2 separate regions of the Gossypium hirsutum genome follow, and region 1 is linked to region 2. The links are chromatin contacts, called in public Hi-C maps. All regions are on one chromosome and are shown on one strand. Each heading gives the region's core, a stretch centred on a gene start, on an enhancer-like site or on the middle of the called end of the contact. The rest is flanking DNA. Distances are from core to core; before and after follow the strand shown. Region 1 holds the start of LOC121213871 (glycosyltransferase family 92 protein Os08g0121900). Region 2 holds the start of LOC107922000 (epidermal growth factor receptor substrate 15).

Region 1 (6,928 bases), core at 4,019-6,518, 150 kb after region 2:
AAGGAAAAACAGAACTCTAAAAGAAATGATGAATGTTTTACTATTTAGTTCTGGTTCACTTGATCACATGTAGGGGGAGGCTGTACTTTCTGTGAATCACATCCTTAATAGAGTGCATCATAAAAATTAGACTGTACCCCATACGAATTGTGGAAAGGTTATGCCCCTAATCTGAAATACTTGAAAGTGTGGGGGTGCTTAGCAAAGTAGGCTTGTTTGCTTTTAAACAGAACACTATTGGATCTAAAACAGTTGATGTTGTTTTTGTTGGTTATGTTCTAAACAGTGCTACAAATAGATTTATATCTTTGCATGATTCTTCCATATGTGAATCTAGAGATGTTGTTTTCTTTGAAAATATTTTCCCTCTAAAGAATTCTGACATAAATCCTGATACACAGTTAGATAAGCATGTTTCTTCTTCTAGTAAACATAATAGAGATATTCTTGATGATGATGTGGAACCTAGGAGAAGTAAAAGACAAAGGACTGCCACTAGTTTCAAACCTGATTTTCTTACTTCTTTTATAAATGAAGTTAATTATTTAGACTTAATAAGTGATTCTATTGCTCATGCATTTTTTATAGATGAGGATCCAAAAACCTATGATGAAGCCCCAAATTCAATAGATGTTAGTTTTTGGAAAGATGCTATTAATAATGAGTTTGAATCTATTGTGTCTAATCACACTTGGGAATTAGTACACTTGCCTAAAGGTTGTAAACCTATTAGTAATAAATGAGTATTTAGAAAGAAACTTAGACTAGATGGGTCAATACAAAAATATAAGACAATACTAATGGTTAAAGGGTTTACTCAGAAATTTAGAGTAGATTACTTTGATATGTACTCTCCTGTGACTAAGATCTCAACCATTCATGTTTTGTTTGCTTTAGCTTTCATTCATAATTTATTGGTACATTAGATGGATGTAAAGACAAATTTCTTGAATGGTGATTTGGATGAGGAGATATACATGGAGAAACCTCCATGATTTGTGGCACCTGTTATGGAAGATAAAGTTTGCATACTCAAAAAATATCTGTACGGTCTCAAACAAGCTCCAAAACAATGGTATGAGAAATTTCATAAGACTATTCTCAGTTTCAGTTTTATTGTTAATGGTGCAGATGCATGTGTGTATTCTAAGATGTTTGGTTTTAATTGTGTCATCATAAGTCTGTATGTAGATGACATGTTAATTTTTAGTTCCAATATAAACATTAATGAAACCAATAATTTCTTATCTACCAAATTAGAAATGACTGATTTGGGAGAGGTAGATGTAATCTTAAGAGTTAAGGTTACAAAATCAGAAAAATGATTTGTATTAAACCAGTCTCACTATATAAAGAAAGTGTTAAAAAGTTGATGCAATCCCTGTGAGAACTCCTTATGATTCTAGCATACAACTGTTAAAGAACAGAGGAAATAGTGCTTCTCAATTAGAGTATGGTATGATTATTGAAAGTCTTATGTTATTGATGAACTACACTCGACCGGACATTGCTTATGCGATTAGTAGACTAAGTAGATATACCTATAATCCAAGCAATGAGCATTGGAATGCTCTAAAGTGTTTGCTTAAATACCTTAAAGGTATTATAACTTGGAAGTTAGAATTTGTCAGGTACTCTGCAGTCCTTGAAGGTTATTGTGATGTAAATTGGGTAATTGATAATAATGAGGTAAGCTCTACAAGTGGGTATATCTTTACTTTGGGTGAAATAGCCATTTCGCCGAAGTATGCTAAGCATACCTGTATTGCTCGCTCCACGATGGACTCAGAGTTTATATCTCTTGACTTAGCCGGGTAAGAGGCCGAGTGACTTAGGAATCTACTTGCAAAAATTCCTTTACAGGAAAAATCAATACCTCATGTATATTTATTATGTGACTCGCAAGCCACAATTTGTGTTGCTAAGAGTTAAGCTTACAATAGTAAGAAGAGGCATATTCAAATAAGATTCGTTCACTTGTAAAAGAGAAGAATCACTTATTTCACTATGTACTAGTTCAAATTCACAATATACTAGTGCTTAAGCAACTAATTTCTCTGTTGCTCTTCTCACGTTTTAATTGGAAAAAAAACTCTACTTTTCTTGTGTTTACAAAATTTCCAAATTACTTTACATTAATGGGGGATTGTTGGTAATGCAAAGGGTTGTTGTTAGTGGGTATATCCCACATTGGTTAAGTACAAGCTATAAATAGCGTTTTTATATAGCTTTACTTTGTGCTCTCATTGAGTAATTAAGCTATAGTCACACGCACGCCATCACTGCTCGCTTGGTCTGTTCCTTGTCCATATTAACACATACTGCGTGTATTTCTTTTTGGATAACAGTTTTATTATTTTTTTCAGAAAACAATATCTTTAAAACAGTTTTATTTGTTCCCATTTTTTACTATTACGAAAAATCTAGAACAATTATATTTTTTGGCTGTTAAGCGTGAAAATGGTGGGACAATTTCAAAACTGTCCCTATGTTTTTTACTCCTTTACCCCTGCTTATTTATCGTTTTACCTTTCTATTTCTAGTATAAATAAAGGGTAGATTTCCTCTTTTTAAGCACACACACCAAAAAAAAAAAAACTATCTGAAAGCACTTTGCTCCTCTTCTTTCCTTTCCGATTTTCTTATAAATTCTGTCGTTTTTCCCCTAAATCACTTTAGAAAAAATTCTGTCTAAGAGTTTGGGTTTTAAGCAAGATCAATTGTGACCCCTCCAAACTTTCCTAGGAATTGATCCTATTGTGTTTTCCTTGAGAAAAGCAATATCAATCGAGTTCCGCCTTCCTTATTCGAGTGTACGAATATTGAAGCATTGTGTTAACCTTGGGGGACGACGTCCACTACACGATTACACCGGTCAGGGCAAATTCATTTCTAAGGCAGTGGATTTTTGATGGCGCAATAAATTTCTAATTTATTAATTCTTAATTTTTTTCTAGTTAGTGCTAACATATTTGTTACAATGAATCAAATAAAAATAAAGATGAATATTTGATAAATTGGTATTATTTTAAATAATTTATTATTTCAGAAAGGATACTTGTGAATCCCTATTAGTAAATATAATCAAGTTTGAGTGAAAAATATTTAAACGTAAAAAAATGAAAAAGAACTTAAAAGACTTCATTTTTTTTGTATAAAATAGAAAAGTGGTAATTTACAATCTCCCGTATATGGTTTAGATTAAATCCCGAATATAAAGGTTAATTAATTAAAGAGGATACAGCCAGATTCCTTGTATTTAATTATTAGTATTTGAATCAAAATGGGAATAAAAGCATACAAAAAGTTGACTTCTCTAAACACAAAATTCCTTTCTCTACTTGCATAGAAAGGAATAGAAAAAGAAAACCCAAGGATTAATATTAAATCTTTACTCTACTCCATATATATATAATAAAGTGTCGTCAGTTTTGAAAATCCAAAAATCTGCCATTAAAATCTATTGCTATGGCTACATTGGGTGATCCATAAGCATGCCTCTGCAACCTTCAATTCATAGCTGCCATGCCATTTTTAACCCCTGTGGTGTTTGAGAACCGAACCATTTTTTAGTCCACAATTTTAGCCTATCATCTTTAACATCACAGAACATATTTTCCCAACCTTCTGGCTTGATGGGTTGGAACCCTAACCCTGGGGTCCGGTCCTTGGACATTGGGTTAACCCTTGTTCTCCAATCGGCAACGAACGCCGATACCCTCCTTCGAAACTTGGTCATGAATTCAGGCCACGCTTGGTACTTATAATGGTTGATCACTCCAGCCTCTAATGGCAACTCTTTCCAATTATAATGGTTGTTGTTCAAATCAAAGTGGTGGATGACGTTAAGCAACGAATGGTCAACCGCTTCCAATAGAAGTATCGATTTGTGGCGTTGCTCGGCTTGTCTTCTACAGTTGTATCCCTGTATTACCCCCATTGCCGGGTGCTTCTTTTGATCCGATGGTCCGAAATCGTTGCACTTGATTGAAACTTGACCAATTGATCCATTGGATGATATTGACAACAATGATTTAAGCATTGTTTTTGACGGCTGAGAAAAATTCTTAAGCCATGATGGTGAAAATATGAACTCATCTACATCCACATACATCATCCATGTGCATGAATCTTTGGCATAAACTGCGCTGTGAGAGAATCCAGCTTCTTGGGTTTTAGGCCAAACCCAGAAAATCCTCTCAATGTTATAATCCCCTTCTTCGTTAAGCTCCTTTATGACTCTCTCCAGATCATCATCGCTTCCATTATCGTATAAGATGAACTTGTCCACCCCAATCTTGGAATAGTACATGACCCATTCTCTTAAGAACTTGGCCACGTTGTAAACCATGGTGGTGGCGCACAATAGTGATGTGGGGTTTGGGTTTGATGGCATGTGCCGCCTGGGGGGAGTGTAATACGCAACCGAAGGGACCACCAGCTTTTCTCTGTTGATTTCGATGGAGACTTTGATTCTTTTGGCGGCGGCGGTGGTTGAAGGTGAAATACTCAGTTCCATTAAATTGGGATGAAGGCACCTGAATACCTCCTGCTTGGAGCTGGTAACGGGGGTTTTAACGGCGTTCTTGATGTCGTTACCGAAAACGCAACGGAATTCCTCTGGAGACTTGTTGATACCTTGGCGGTTGTTAACGCCTTTAACAAAAAGAACCACGTCTGTCTCGGTAGAGAAACACTCATACGCCAAGAAGTCCCACCGCGGCATTACCGGCGCCGCAGAGATAACGTTTGTTTCCATCTCCGGAAACCTCGTCAGGACGGGCTGGTGAAAAGGCTGGAGCCTACGGTTCCGGTTCGGAAGAGTGCACTTGAACGTGGTGGCACTGGTGAAAGGTAAGACCCCCGAGAAATTCGCCGGGGAAGTCTCGTTTCTTGGGAAAAAGCAATAAAAACCGCCGAATCCGAGATTCGACGTCAGCGGGGTGTCATGAGAGACGAGAACAAGGACCTCCCAGTTCGGTAAAAGAACGGAAACCGACTCGACGGGACATTGAATGGAGGTGACGAGTCGAGTCCGGTGAGTGAGCTCATTGATATCTTCTCTAATAACATGGTTGAAAGAATCGGGAGCGTCGTATCGAGGGGTGAGGTTTCGGGGACGAAAGCGGAGGTGGGTAGGGGATAAAGAGATGGCAGAGCGAGAGAGAAGAAGAGAATAGAAAGCGAGCAGAAGAAGGCAGAGGAAAATCAGGAAGATGGAAGTGGGGGCTTTCCGAGGCATGATTTGTTTGGGGTAGGTGGACTCCAAGTAAAAGGGCGACCAAGTAATAAAATAAAAGGGGGGATGGAAATTTCTTTATAGGGGAATCACGTTGGATTGTTTCTTCACTCAGGTTTTCTCAAAATTATTTAACAAAAAGTATTCTTTTTTAATAATTTTGTATAATTACTATTATTAGAAATTATAATCAAGTTATATTCATTTTTAAACAATAAAAATTATTATTTTTTAATTTCATTAACAAATTCTAACATTGACTGAATAGTAAATATAAAATATAAATTTTCATCTTTAAGGTGTAACATTATTGTTGTTGGACCTATATCTTTCATAAATTTTTGACTAAATAGTAATTAAAAAATGTGCAATAATTTGATCACAAATGAATTTGATAAATTTATTTTTATTTATTATCTTGAAATTCTAAAATATATATTACATTAAATACTGATTTTAAAAATTTTATTATTTAAATTAATTTTTATTGTATAAATATTTGTTACTTTAAAATTAAAATATGGCGTATTGGAAATAATATTTTAAAAGTTAAATACAGAAACCTGTTAATTTTTCTCTATAAGTGGTCTTTAAAATATTTAAATTATTTGAAAATTCTTCTTCTTTTTTCAATTAGATTTTAAAAAGTGTTTTTAATTATTTAAATAAATAAAAATTTAAATTAAACCAAAATCTTAAATATAAAACTAATGAAAAGTAAAAAACGAAAAGAAAATGTTAAACATGAAGCTGATTGATATAAAAAGGGCCTTGAAAGTACAAAGTTAATAAATTAAAGGCCTTCAAATCATATATATATATATATAATAATTTATAAAATTTTAAATTAGTAATAGTAGAATTATATTTTAATCTTTTAAAAATGATAGAACTTTGATTTAATCCTTTAAAAATCATAAAAATATAAACTATTAAAAAGATAAAATTATATAAAAATATACAATTTAATTTCGAGCTTCACGCTGTTATTATTAGCATGCGGAATGCTTAAGTTGTGAATAGTAACTTAAGTTTTGGTACGTTGTTTACAAGTGCTTGATGGGGAAGGGGAAGGGTTTCAAATTTCAATGCCTGGTTTGAAGAGGAGTTGTAGTAGTGAGATTTGGAGATGGTTAAGTAAATCCCAATCCCATTGTAAGTTAGGTCCATTTCACAACATTTCACTAATTTCAGCAATATTTGGTACATGCTTGAGTTTTAAAACTCTACAAATTTTATATATGTAGTAAGAAAAAGATAAAATATATGATAATTTTTTTAAATTTTAATTACCTCATGTAAATTTGAGCTTTTATGCTAGTCCACATTTATCTACATCAATAAATAAAATTTGTCCTTGGTTCAACTTTATCCGGAGGCAGCAAACAGAATATATTATTATGATTTAGGGATATATTTATGATTCTTAATTGGATTGATTTAATTATTATATTTTTCAACAAAAATAATTTATATTAGGGTAAGTCATTTATGTATGGTTTAAATTATATCAATAAGGAAGAAGATAAAGAGAAAAAAATGATGGTGCAATCGAAGTTGGTTCACACCTTGGAGGAAGCCACACAACATCACTCAATATATCAAAGCTTACTCCATCATCAAGCTCAACCTTAATAGTACTAGGAATAGGTCTATCAACTTCAATCTTCACACAGATCTTAGCAACAT
Region 2 (6,868 bases), core at 2,892-5,391:
TTTTGTCCATTGTTATTGGGTTGGGTTCCAAAGGAATCATCCAACACTGGTTCTCTTGGTTTTTGTTGGTTGGACATTGTAGTAGTATCAGCAGAAGCATTGGGGCGAACTGGAGGTTTTACACCAGCTGACGGAGTCACCGTCTGGGCAGCCATCCCCGACTGATGTCCAAAACCTAACAGCAATAATTGTTTTATTAAGAGAAATCTTGGATGGCAACAATGAGAAGGAAAATAAATTAGAAGGGATCCTAACTAATACCAGGATTGGGACCCCGAGCTGCATTTCCATATGAAACATTGGGTTGGCCTGTCATGGACAAGAGTGTCTCATCAAACAAAACATTTCTAGGGAGTGCAGGTGGAAGAGGACGGCCTTCCCTATACCGTTCCATCAAATAGAGAGCAAAGCAAAACTCTCTCAAAGATAGCATACTATCACTATCCTGATCAGATAAGTCCCAAACCTGCTTCAAAACCTCTGTGAAAGACAAAAGAGACAATGTTAAATATGTTTACCCCAAGTAACAAAGGCCTCTGCTCCAACAGGACCAACCATGGAAATATTTCAAAGAAACACTGCACTAATAGGACTTCTTCAGTAAGTATGCCAAAAAATCAGTGTTTTCAAGGGTGAAAGGTGCATTCTAGGTGCTAGAACCCTTATATTGCCTCAGGCAGAAGATGCAAAAAAGCATTAGCCTGAGTGAAGTAAAGCACAATATGCATATGCATTCGTTCTTGAAAGTCTACATATGTATATATAACATATACAGCTTAATATATATAGTAACCTCTAAAGTGTGGTCTAGTTTACCTACAAAACATGCAACTTTTTTTATCAGTCAATATGCATGATTTCCTTATGGTCAATGTTTGTCGTTGAATACTGAAATATTGAGAAGTATAGAGTTCAAAAGTATCCATTTCTTACTACTAAAGGTATATCAAATGAAAACAGTGAAAATAATTAAAGAGAAATTCAATCAGGTGGGCTTTCTTTTTGCTTATTTTCTTACAAAAAAGTGTTTAGGAGCACCAAGTGTGTGCTTGATCAAATGGGTCTCACCTAGAAGGGTCTGAGGCATTTTTTTTTTTTTGTATAATGCTAATGCACAGGCGCACCTAGGTGCATGCCTTGACAACACTGCAAAATGTTTTAGTAGAAAGAAGGATTCATGGAATGAGACCATCTAAAAATACATAGGCATCATCAGTTTACCACCTTAGCAGCAAAAAATATTTTCACTACCTAGACCCTACAAGAATAAAATCTTAAACCAGAATATTCAAAAACAAACCTTTTTTTGATATGATAATATTCACAAATAAAATTTTGAAAAAAGAAAACATAAAAGACATCAGACCATGAGCACAATAACGAATTATATGTTCTCAGCATCTCAACAATGGTGAAATTCCTAACACTATTTTTTTATTCATAAGAAATCACCATACATGTTAAACTAAATAGATAAACCATCTATGTCATGCATAGATTCATATCTCAGAAACTTATTTGGATAATAACAGAATAAGAAATTATCATACCTCTAGGTAGCCTCCAACTCAAAAATAGATTCCTTGCCTGCTCACCAGTTATTTTCCCATCTCTGTCAGTGTCCACTTCCATGAACACTTTCGTATATTTCTGAACATCAGATTGTTTCATTTTTGGCCACGGAGGCTGGGAACTATTTGGGGCAGCATTCACAGCTCCAGCAGAGATTCCTGATGGTGTAAAAGAGGAGCTTGGGGAAGAAACTGGTTGGCCTTGGATTGGAGACGAGTATAGCCTTTGACTTTGACTACCAGCAGAATGCATAGAGAACGTACTTTGCAATGAATCAAGAGAGTTGGACTTAACTAAGGGTTGGGCCCCACTTGAAACTGGTGTAATCCCTGGTGAGGCGGGTGCACTGTGGGGAGAAAAGGTTTGTGTAGATAATTCTTGTTTTGGTGTAAACGAGGTTGCAGAAAATGCATCACTTCCAAATGCCAAGCCAGAAGCAAGCCCATTTCCAGAAACAACCAATGCTTTAGAATCATTAGCAGTAGGCTGGGAGGACATTGAAACTGCAGCTTGTGGCCTTGGTGCTGTTGATGGAGCGACCCCTCGTGGCCCAGTTGAAGCTCCACCAGGCCTTCCAGAAAGCCAATTGCTAGACATATTTTGATTTGTTAAACTGGGACCTGTAGCACCGGTGGGCATTGATTGATGTGAAAGTGGAGTAGAACCAGCAGGCCTAGCTTGAGGTTGACCAACTATATTACCTCCCCTAGAAGACTCTGGAGCTGCAATACCTTGAGAAGGGTGCAGGGCAGTAGCAGCAGGCATGGTTTGTTGGGGTCTCATTGACAGGTTCTGTTGAGATGGAAAATGCTGCTGGCTCATACCAGCATTTGGAACTCCTGGTCCTCTGAACCCAACACTTGGAGAGGATGGTGGCACAGCTGCACCCATCTGTGGAGCAGATGTGGCAGGAAAATTAATTTGCGGAGCTGGAATTTTTGCTGCAGCAGGGCCATATAATGCTGCCTTGACAATGTCTGGTGTTAATTCACGCCTTTGTGCTACGGTCACAAGCTTGAGAGCATTAAAAAACTCTTGCTTGCTCAGGAAACCACTATGACTTTGGTCAGCATATGCCCATATCTGCAGTCATAGGATAAATTGATATGAATGGACCCATAATATCAACTTCCTTGGCCAAATAGGTTTATACAAAAACAGAGGGTATAGGTCGCAAGAATCGCTATAAGATATGTACAACAAGTTACACGTGTACTAATCCAATTCAAATCCAGAAATAAAAAATTCCAATCCCTAAACCATGCCATTCAGTGCGTGAAAATCCACCATAGACCACCAAATGCTACAGAAAGTAGCGCAACGCTGAAGGCATTGCATCTGTTATTTCATCAGAATTAAAATGATTCTTCGATTTTTTTACTATATCGAAATATAGATGTAGTGATCTACAACCCATCAACTTGTAGCCTCCCCTATGTGTCAGAGTAACAGACAGTACATTAATAAAATCTAGAACAAAACAACAGTCACTGGTTCAGCAGCTAACAAAGGCAAGATTCAACATTTAAATCACAAAAAAAAAAGCTAGATAAGTTCCTATTGCAGATGTATGATATTGTACTTCCAAGTGAAACTTCGACCAAAAAGACAAGTATTTTAGCACTCTGAAAGCTTATTAATAACATCCTCGAAAAAGTAGACAATTGAAACCTTTCAAGTATTTGATAAATTCTTGACGTACAAGGAACAAAACCCATAAGCAAACCACAAGTTGGTTAAGAGAAATCTGAAGCTGGAGAGTGATAATTGTAGAAAAGAAAAACAGCAGCCAAGTCTTTAGGTTTTATTGAGAAGTTTCACCAGGTTACAACTAAATACAATCTAACCTATATTCGGAAAAGGCGAGTTCCTAGAGATCCCGATTCTGATAAGAAATGAAATGTAAGGGGAGAAATAGAGGGACCTGAGCGAGGACTTGTTTGGACAAACCGGATCCTTGAAAGAAAGAAACAGCCTCAGCTCCACTAATTCTGCCATCCCCATCTAAATCTGCTTTCCTGAAGTAAACTTCGAATTGATCCTGAGTTTGCCCCGCCATAGAAACGCCCACAAACAAAGAATTGAAGCGAATTCTGAACTAATTGTATAGCTCTCCTAGATCAGGCTAGGAAAATAAAATCCAGAACCAGATCACAAACTCAAGTACAGGGGAAATACAACAGGTTACAAAAAGAATCGAAACAATTGAATCTCGAAATAGGAAATACAATTTGAACAATAAAAGAAAAGGAAAGAAAGTACACGCGATAAAACAGAGAGAGTGGATATAGAATGGGAGTTAGGGTGTTTGGTGGTGAGATCGAGGAGAGGAGAATGAATAGCAATAATAAAGACGAAGGTGGAGAGAGAAGAAAAGCGATTTAAACGACCACTGCCTAAATGATTCAATCTAAGCACTGGGTGAAATAGGAGAGACAATCGGAGTCAATTATGATATGGGCTTAGTCGCATGGCAACCCAACTGCAATATTTCTTGGAGTCCATTACCATCTACCTCCACTGATAAAGCCCAAAGTCTAAGCACATTATTAGCAAACAAATGAAATCTGGAATCGCAATGGAGCTGGTAGCGGCGGTCTTTATTTCACGTTGCTCCACGACACCACGTTTATTTTTTGATAAACTGCACTAATAGTCATTCAATTATTGTTAAGTTTTTTTTTACCACCCAATTATAAAAAATTATAAAATGGTCACCTAATTTTTCAATTTGTTCTTTTTTTTTTCACCAGCAGTTAAATGGCTAACTAAAAGATGACGCAGCACCTTTTAAAATTGATTTAGCACTTAACATTTATACATTGTGTCAAATTAGTCTTGATTCTAAAAAGTTTAACTCTTTAACATTTTCACATTGCGTAATTGGTCTTTTTTTGTAATTTTACTTTTTTTTGTGACACTTTCACCTAAAAGGCTAAAAAAACAAATTTATCAACTAAATTTAATAGAAAATATCCCAAAAACAGAAACATCCAAAATCTAATATAATAGTTTTCATATTTTCTCTTCTTCTTTTTTAAGATTAACTCTCGATGTCAAAAAGAAAAATAAAACTACAAAAAAGACCAAATTAGACAATGTGTAAATGTTGAGGGCTAATTTTTTTAGAATCAAGACTAAATTTATACAATGTATAAATATCAAAGGTTAAATTGCTATTATGCCAATCTTAAAAGATGTCAAGTTATTTTTATGTTAGTAACTTAACAGCTAGAGACTACAAAAGAAAAAAAGTTAACCAATCTTATTATTTTGACCAGAGTCTCATTTATTTTTTTACATAATCTTTTTCACCCACATCCATTTTTAATTTGTTAATAAACATATGTTTTTGTATATATAATTCTTTATTGTCGATATTATATATAATGGGAGTGATTGACTTTAGTGTCAGTGTCACAGCCAAATACATAACACGTTAGTAAATTGACTAAAAGATTTGAATTGCATAAATCAAAGTAATAATCTATATTATATATTAAGCATTTTGTTGAATTTGTATCATGAGTCAATCAGGCACCAACTCAATTGGCTAATGATAAAAGTACCATTATTTTACAAAATAAGTTATATCATTTTATATATTTTATACATAAAAATAGAAAAATATGTATTCATACATAACAGCTTTTGAACCCAAGCTTTTATAATTTTCATCATTTATACTTTACCATTCAACCAAAAATTCATTTTATCATTTATATCAATTTGGGTTTTAACTCAAACAAAGCTTTAGATGATTCATACCAGTATGTTGCACCATCTACCTCATTGATTCCTATTAATTTGAACATGGATGATGAGCGCTACAAATTTCCAAATGAATAAGAAGATACTAATGATTTTAATGATCCTGAATCTGAAGGAGTTCCTAATGTCAACAATAACGATGACAACGATGATTGGTCATATCATTCTTCATCTCCACGAACCTCTATCCCACATGCACAACATTGACATAAATGCAATTGAGGCATTGGAATTTTCGAAATATCTTGACATAGTGTCGAGCTATATAATAAGTTCAAATGCAAACTCTAAAGATTTATATGTAAGGGCACAATTTCCATCCAAGGATGAAACTATGGTAGCCATCAAGTACTACAGTATCAAAACTTGTGTTGGTTACAAAGTTGTGGTATCTTCAATGGCTTTGTACGTTAGCGAATGTTGGAAGTACAAGAATGGGTGTAATTAGAGAGTTAGGGTTACGCTTAGGAAGAGGACACAAGTTTTAGAGATCCGAAAATGGAACGAAACCCACACATGCACTTCTGCTCAACTTTCACAAGATCACCAGAAATTAGATTTGGACTTAATTTGTAGTTGCATTATGCCATTGGTGAATGCACGCGCAACTATTCCAGTTATTGTTATGATCATCGACGTGCAATCTCAATATAAGTACACCATCAGTTATCGAAAAGCTTAGCATGCAAAACAGAAGGTCATTTCCCGATTGTTTGGAGATTGGGACAACTTTTACAATGAGTTGCAGTCATCGTTAGCAACAATGCGACAATTTGCACCAAGTATTGTGGTGGAATTGCAAACCCTCAGTACATAAGATCCATTCAGTTAACTAGTGGAAGGCATGAAAATATTCCACCGATAAATTTGGACATTTGATCCATTGATTAAGAAATGGCCAAATTGTAAGCCCATTGTCCAAATAGACAGGACTTGGATTTACAGTAAGTATAAGCAGATCCTTCTAATTGTTGTTGCTTAAGACGGGAACTGAAACATCATTCGGATAGAGTGTGATTGTGGAGAAAGAAAACATGGAGTCTCATTATGTTTTTGACAAACTTATGACGGTTTGTTATTAAACAACATGGTATATTGATAAAAGCGTAATTTCTCGATTTAATTGTGATATTTCTCCCCTTAAATTATGCTATTTATGTTCTTAATTATATTATTTATACTTATATTTTATTTATTATTGATTTAGGAAATAATTAGAGAAAAATGAGCTTAGAATTTATTTTTGCCAATTTTTTGCGGATTAGACTATCAACACAACACAATGTCAATATTTTGGTCATAACTTAAGGTATAGAGCTCCGTATTGGATCCATAATATACCAATTCAAAGGAAATTGAAAGATCTAACCAAATTTATCTCACAACTCAAGCCCAAAAAAATTTAGGAAGGTATTCAAAAATGGCCTAGAAGTTTGAAGCGAAAATTGCCAAGAAACCTAGAAAAATTCCACTTTAGTTAATTAAGGGCACTTTTGTATTTTTCTCACACTATAAATAGACATTA

The links. Hi-C and Micro-C count contacts between places; a contact is called where the count stands out from the background.
Region 1: a contact with region 2 is called in a Hi-C map of hypocotyl, with 2.5 times the contacts expected there. The contact joins the promoter of LOC121213871 here to the promoter of LOC107922000 in region 2. A contact is called at or near these places in 2 of 34 Hi-C or Micro-C datasets (hypocotyl and leaf).

The regions. Positions count from the first base shown.
Region 1 is chrD01:15,912,737-15,919,664 of Gossypium_hirsutum_v2.1, forward strand. LOC121213871 (glycosyltransferase family 92 protein Os08g0121900) reads right to left here and starts at 5,269. Exons shown (of 1, transcript XM_041087131.1): 1 at 3,200-5,269. The coding sequence starts at 5,242. The coding sequence ends at 3,515.
Region 2 is chrD01:15,766,530-15,773,397 of Gossypium_hirsutum_v2.1, forward strand. LOC107922000 (epidermal growth factor receptor substrate 15) reads right to left here and starts at 4,142. Exons shown (of 13, transcript XM_016851810.2): 1 at 3,497-4,142; 2 at 1,551-2,655; 3 at 262-480; 4 at 1-175. The coding sequence starts at 3,631.